Regions from separate parts of the Acanthopagrus latus genome. Here region 1 is linked to region 2. The links are chromatin contacts, called in public Hi-C maps. All regions are on one chromosome and are shown on one strand. Each heading gives the region's core, a stretch centred on a gene start, on an enhancer-like site or on the middle of the called end of the contact. The rest is flanking DNA. Distances are from core to core; before and after follow the strand shown.

What was found. Hi-C and Micro-C count contacts between places; a contact is called where the count stands out from the background.
Region 1: a Hi-C map of liver shows a contact between it and region 2, with 2.7 times the contacts expected there. The contact joins the promoter of pmt here to the promoter of tsc22d3 in region 2. A contact is called at or near these places in 3 of 4 Hi-C or Micro-C datasets (liver and muscle).

The regions. Positions count from the first base shown.
Region 1 is chr18:22,838,199-22,840,936 of fAcaLat1.1, forward strand. pmt (phosphoethanolamine methyltransferase) reads left to right here and starts at 1,283. Exons shown (of 12, transcript XM_037076638.1): 1 at 1,283-1,437. The coding sequence starts at 1,428. It overlaps LOC119007184 (a long non-coding RNA gene), which reads right to left and starts at 613. Exons shown (of 3, transcript XR_005071057.1): 1 at 81-613.
Region 2 is chr18:22,610,454-22,613,296 of fAcaLat1.1, forward strand. tsc22d3 (TSC22 domain family protein 3) reads right to left here and starts at 1,339. Exons shown (of 3, transcript XM_037076452.1): 1 at 559-1,339. The coding sequence starts at 899.

The DNA.
Region 1 (2,738 bases), core at 33-2,532, 230 kb after region 2:
TTGGAGCATCACAGATGTGCTTCAACCACCAAATTAATTAAATGTGTAATACCCAACAGAGGGGGAAATCACGCACTTACGATCGTCTTCACAACAAAACAATACGTCTGTTGCTGTGATTTGAGTGCGAAGGCTTCAGTGATGTTGTCGCAGTCAAGGGTCCTCCTTCCCTCCGTGTTCATGGCCAAAAGTGCCACATTACTGGTCCTGGTGTCTCCACTGATGCTGATGCTGGTAAATGTTTGGCCCTTGATTAAATCCGTGCCCTCATTTCAGAAGATGCCTACACGCAAAACAAAGTGCTGCATTCCAGCCATGAACACTGATCCATCCAACTTTTGGCTGTGACCCAGAACGTGGACGTTTAGGGAGCAAAAAATAAAACGATCCATTTTGGTGTATTTTACTTTCTTAAATGTTCAAGCTCGATATCAACAACAAGCTGCCATGTTAAGGTCAAAGGTTCACTGCGCGCTGTGCTCATTGGCCAAAGAAGATCAGCTGTTTGGGCCTCGTGGTTTTTGTTTTGTTTTTGTTTTTTTAGACTTAACACATATTTTTGAAATTATTTCTTAATTCCCATTTTTAAACAACATTGAAAAGACTATTCAAACGTGACATGAAATACACATGAAATATAAATATAAAAAAATCACAGCCATTTCTCGGGGGTGCTGAGCGGGTGCTATGGGAGCTACAGCGCCACCTGGCTCCTCCCTGGCGCCGCCACTGGATCTGTCACTGTAAATACACATACAGTAATAACTCATCCGTTATCAGTGAGCAGATTTGCTGCAGATGGAGAATTCTTATTAAAACAAATAAAATAAAATCACTAAATGACTACGAAAACGTCATTAAAAGCGGAAAAGACCCAGCTTCAGGTGTATTGATGAAAGCTGATCTGTGGTCAGCGTCGCCTTGACGCACCGCTGAGGCGACGCGCGCTCCGGTTTCGGTCCTCGTCAGCGCAGCCGAGCCGAACCGAGCCGAGCTGCGGTGGGACACCGCGGGGAGGGGGAACCGTGAGGGAGACACACCGCTGGAAGCTGTGAGTGCGCTTCACTGATACACTAACTTATCTGAGATCAGATCAGTGTGTGATGGGGGGGGGATTCCCGTCCACACTGCCGCTCTGATAACCCCGCAGACTCTTGTCCTCTCGTCCCTGTAATGATTACTCACGTCCTGCCCCCCTCTCACCCCTCTCACCCCTCCCTCCCTCATACTGGACGCATCCCATTTGCCGGTGTCCCACCTGGCGACCATCTCCCCCTCTGCGGTCACCACGTTATATAAAGAGCTGCCACTCAGCCATCAGCCTGTACCTCTGTCAATCAGAGAGAGAGGAGCCTCTGTCACCTTTTAATTAAAGACTTTTAATTGCCAGCATCGTGGAGTAAACTGTACAATAAGAATAAATCAAGATGGACAAAGGTATGAGCAGAGTACATGACTTTCATTTCTCTTGACACGTGGTGTTTCACAAAAGAAGAAAAAAAAAAGCCTGATGCAACCGCGTGGACTCTTGCTGCATGTTGTTTTTGTGCGGATTGTTCACTCAGCTGGTGGAAGTAATCCAGCCACTGTGAGCAGGAATGTGTCAGTGATGTGGGCTGTGAGCTGTCAGATGAACCTGTAGCTCTGCCTTGTTGTCCTAAAAAGTGGACTGCCGAGGCATTTTTACTCGTTTGCTTTCATCATTATCTTTCTAACTGGGAGATGAGAGGTTAGTGCACACTTGTCAGATTTATGCTCTGTGCAGCAGGAAGTGAGTGTTTTCTGTCTTTTGTTTTCTCAGAGTTGTAATCGTTGCATCATCTTCCCCGGGAGCTGATGACACATGACAGACTAGTGGCTTTTCTGTAAAACTGGATAAATGACTTTGATCCAGATGTTTGGAGCTTTTTTTTTTTAATCAAGTGATGGTTGCCAGGTAAAAGTGAAGCTTCATGTGTGTGTGTCAGGAGTAGAAAACCACTGCATGTTCTCTCGACCAAAGTGTGCAACATCAGCACAGTGGCTGCACATGTTCATCTGCATCAGTCTGTTGTTTTAAGACCTGTGTGACAGAGTTTCAGCTAAAAAGTTACACATTAACAAACGCAGCTGTCCAGTGTCACTCTGACACCCGAGCGTTGCTTCTGGATGTGACATGAGTCGACTTTTGAAACTTGTCTGGATACATATTTGATATAATAAATCAGACATAGGATTTATTTTACTGAATTCTTATTTTTACAGCTCTCTAAAATACTTGATAGATGATTCACAGACAGGAGTCCTTCAACTCTGACACACATACCAGAGGAAACATCGTTAGAAAAACTACCTGTGTTTAAAATTTAGTCATGATTAGTTTATTTTAGTCAGATTTCATCTCCAGACTTTCTCCTTTACTCCTCAAAATAAACAGTTTGAAGCCTACAGCACTGTTATTTAAGTTTATTTATTATGTCCATATTGTTATTGAGAGGAATAAAGTTAATTAACTCAAGCACGTAGATGAAATTTTTAGCTATTTGTACTTAAATTGATTATTTCTATTCCATGCTTCAAATTTACTGATTTTCAAAGACAAATACATAACTTTGAACTTGTTTATTTACTAAGTAACTAGTTACTTTACAGTGGGATTTTTCATCCAAAACTTTTTCTAAGATATAAAACATTGTTCAGTCTTCTTATTAAACCATTTTATTTTGTCACTGAGTCATTAATTTGCTTCACTGCAAGTA
Region 2 (2,843 bases), core at 89-2,588:
AGCGTTTTCAGATGTAAATACGAAACAGCACATGTCACTGTCATTGTCATTGTGACGTTATGTAACATCATCAAACATGCTGCGTGAAAGACGTGGGCGGTGTGGATGTAAATAGACATCGAGTGCTGCACAAATACTTGGACCTTCTTGCTTCAGATGTAAAATCATACAGAGTTTTACTTGTGCAGAAACAACCATATTCAAACCGACAGTAATAAAGCATGGACCACCCCGTCCTAGCCTGTACCCAGTCCATGACTGTAAACACTTATGTCATTTGCCATTTGAGAGGAAGTGCTGATCTGAGAAAACCTGATTAGTCAACATTAGCCATCTGTTTGATTTAAGCAAAATATGGTTCCTAAGCTGCTCCTCATAACCTCCGATCTGATGCATGCAGATCCAGAAAGCTAGAAGCCAGACTTTGTGCTCAACGTCCTGAAAGAGGGGCGAAGAAAACCTATTCAGTCCAAGTCCTGCTGAAAGACCCTTTATATTCAGCGGCTGCCTTATCAGATAAGCGTGTACGTAATCAGGTAAGCCAGACGACACACATACCTGTGGAAGAAGAGCAGGATAGACAGCATGGTCTGGTCAATGTTGCTGTTGCAGATCCCCTCGTTGAGCAGGAAGCAGGGGTCCCTCACCACCGAATCCAGGGAGTCCTGCCTCATGATGTTGTTCAGCTTGTCCGTGTTCAGGTTCTGGTACATCAGCTGGTTACGGAGCTGGCGAAAGTGGCTGACACTGGGGCTGGTGGGGCTTGCCGGCAGGCCCCCGTTGGTACCGAGGCCCTGGGCCGGGCTGCTGGACAAGGAGTCATCGCAGCCGTTTGCCAGGTCCAGGCAGCAGCTGCAGCAGTCCAGGCCGATGGGCGAGCGGCAGTCATCGTCTGACATCTTGAAGTGCGGCTGGATGAAGAGGAGAGACGCCCAGGTGTGGAAGTGCAGGTGTAGGAATCTCAGAGACTGAGGTGTGTCTAGATGAAAGACAAGGTGAAAGACTGAACAGCTGAGGAAGAGAGAGATCAGATCAGAGAGACAGGCAGGCAGCCGGGTTCTGTCTCCACGCCGGGGCCAGGAGGTGCTGAAAGGCAGGTTGAGTTCCTCCCTGAGAGGTGCAGTCACGCTGGGCCACTCAGACTGCTTTCTATCCCTGAGTTTTCTCCTCCTGTGGCTCTGCCGCGTTTAGCCTTTTGTTCGGGGCCGACGCTGCCTCCACTGTGGTAGGATCGAGAGTGAACGCCCCGCACACACACACACACGCACACACATACACACTCACGCGCACCGATTCAGCAGGAGTGCGCTTGAAAGCAAAACCCAGAAGCTGCTTGCTGCTTATCACTTTTTTTTTCCCCCTGCACTTTTTCTTTTTTTTTTTTTCTTTGGTGTGCCTAGAGACAGTGGGAGGGAGCTAAAAGAAAAGGGAGGGAGGGAGACGGAGAGGGTGGGGAAACCCCTGTGATTGGTAAGAGGCATCGATGGTTACGCGCGATGGGACCTCCTTCTTTTTTTTTCTTTCTCAGCCGGCCGTGCACACATTCAGAGGAAGGGAAACAGACAGAGAGGGAGTAGAGCGTCAGAGCATGCTTGAAACATGTGCGGCAGCTCAGCCAGCTCCACCCTGCGATGCTGACAGCACAAGGAGTGGCTGAGCGAGAGGGAGGCTGCAGGAACTCGCACTAAGGCTTCGATAACACTTCTGCCACGCTAATTTGTGAAAAGCAGAAAAAAAAATCTAAACAAAGAAATGTTTCCAGTGGATATGCATTGCCAGCACGGCACATTACATGCTTTTCAAAATAAAACGAAGTCTTCGAGCTCATGTGCTTTTCAGCCATGTTGCCTTCCTCAGCTATAGGAATCATATATTGCTCTTTTGGTAACACTTTTAAATCAGGAAATGCTTGCATATTAAGATGCGTATTGATTGGTTATTGGTTCCTTTTTAATGCCCTTTCCTGCACGAACACATTCTGCAACTGCTAGGCCAATAAATGAGAGCTTTTCCCTCAATTACCTCCTAATTACTGCTTATTGATCGAAGGAGCGGTCATTAGTAGTGGGATTTGTCCAAGCACTAGTAAATGTTATGAGCAAGACCCGACTTTAAAATGAGGTTCAAAAGGACTTAATTTAGCATAACTTGGATGCTATTAACACTTGTTTTGTGTTTTGCTGCATGTCAACAGACCACAAGTGTTATTAAAGGTGCAATTTGTCAGATGTTTAGCTTAAAACATTAAAAAAAAATAATCAAACATCATCTGAAATTTGGTGTTTCATACAAAGACGCCACCCCTTGGCCTGAAAACCTTCACCACTGAGCTTCCGGTTCAGGCAGACTCAAGCCAGCTAATAGGAAGCTGCACTGCTAACTGAGCTAATTGGCAAACAGTGGACGGTATCAGCAGTTTGCGGTTACTGGAGTACTAGTTTGACAGGTGGCCAATTCTTACATATTACACCTTTTTTAAGGGAGATAGAAAACTATTCTTTTGGCATTCACACCTTTGAAAGGCCCAAACTAAGATAAGCATATTAACATTGTAAATGAGGAAATGACAACTTCCTTACTTACTATCACTTACTACTTGCAGAATGCTCCAAAGAGTTTGTTTTTTTGGATCGTTCCACCGCTTTCCCACCCATCTTTTGTTTTGTCCAATCAGCTTGTTTTTTTAAAATCTGTTGCTGCAGCAAAATTCAGAATAAGCACATATTTGCAAAAAAAAAGAAAAAAAAATCAATGGAGGTGATGAGGTGTAACATTTAAGAGACTGTCTTTGCACGCAAACCCTGCACAGGTAAGAGAGTCCAGACAGGTTGATGGGTGGCGAT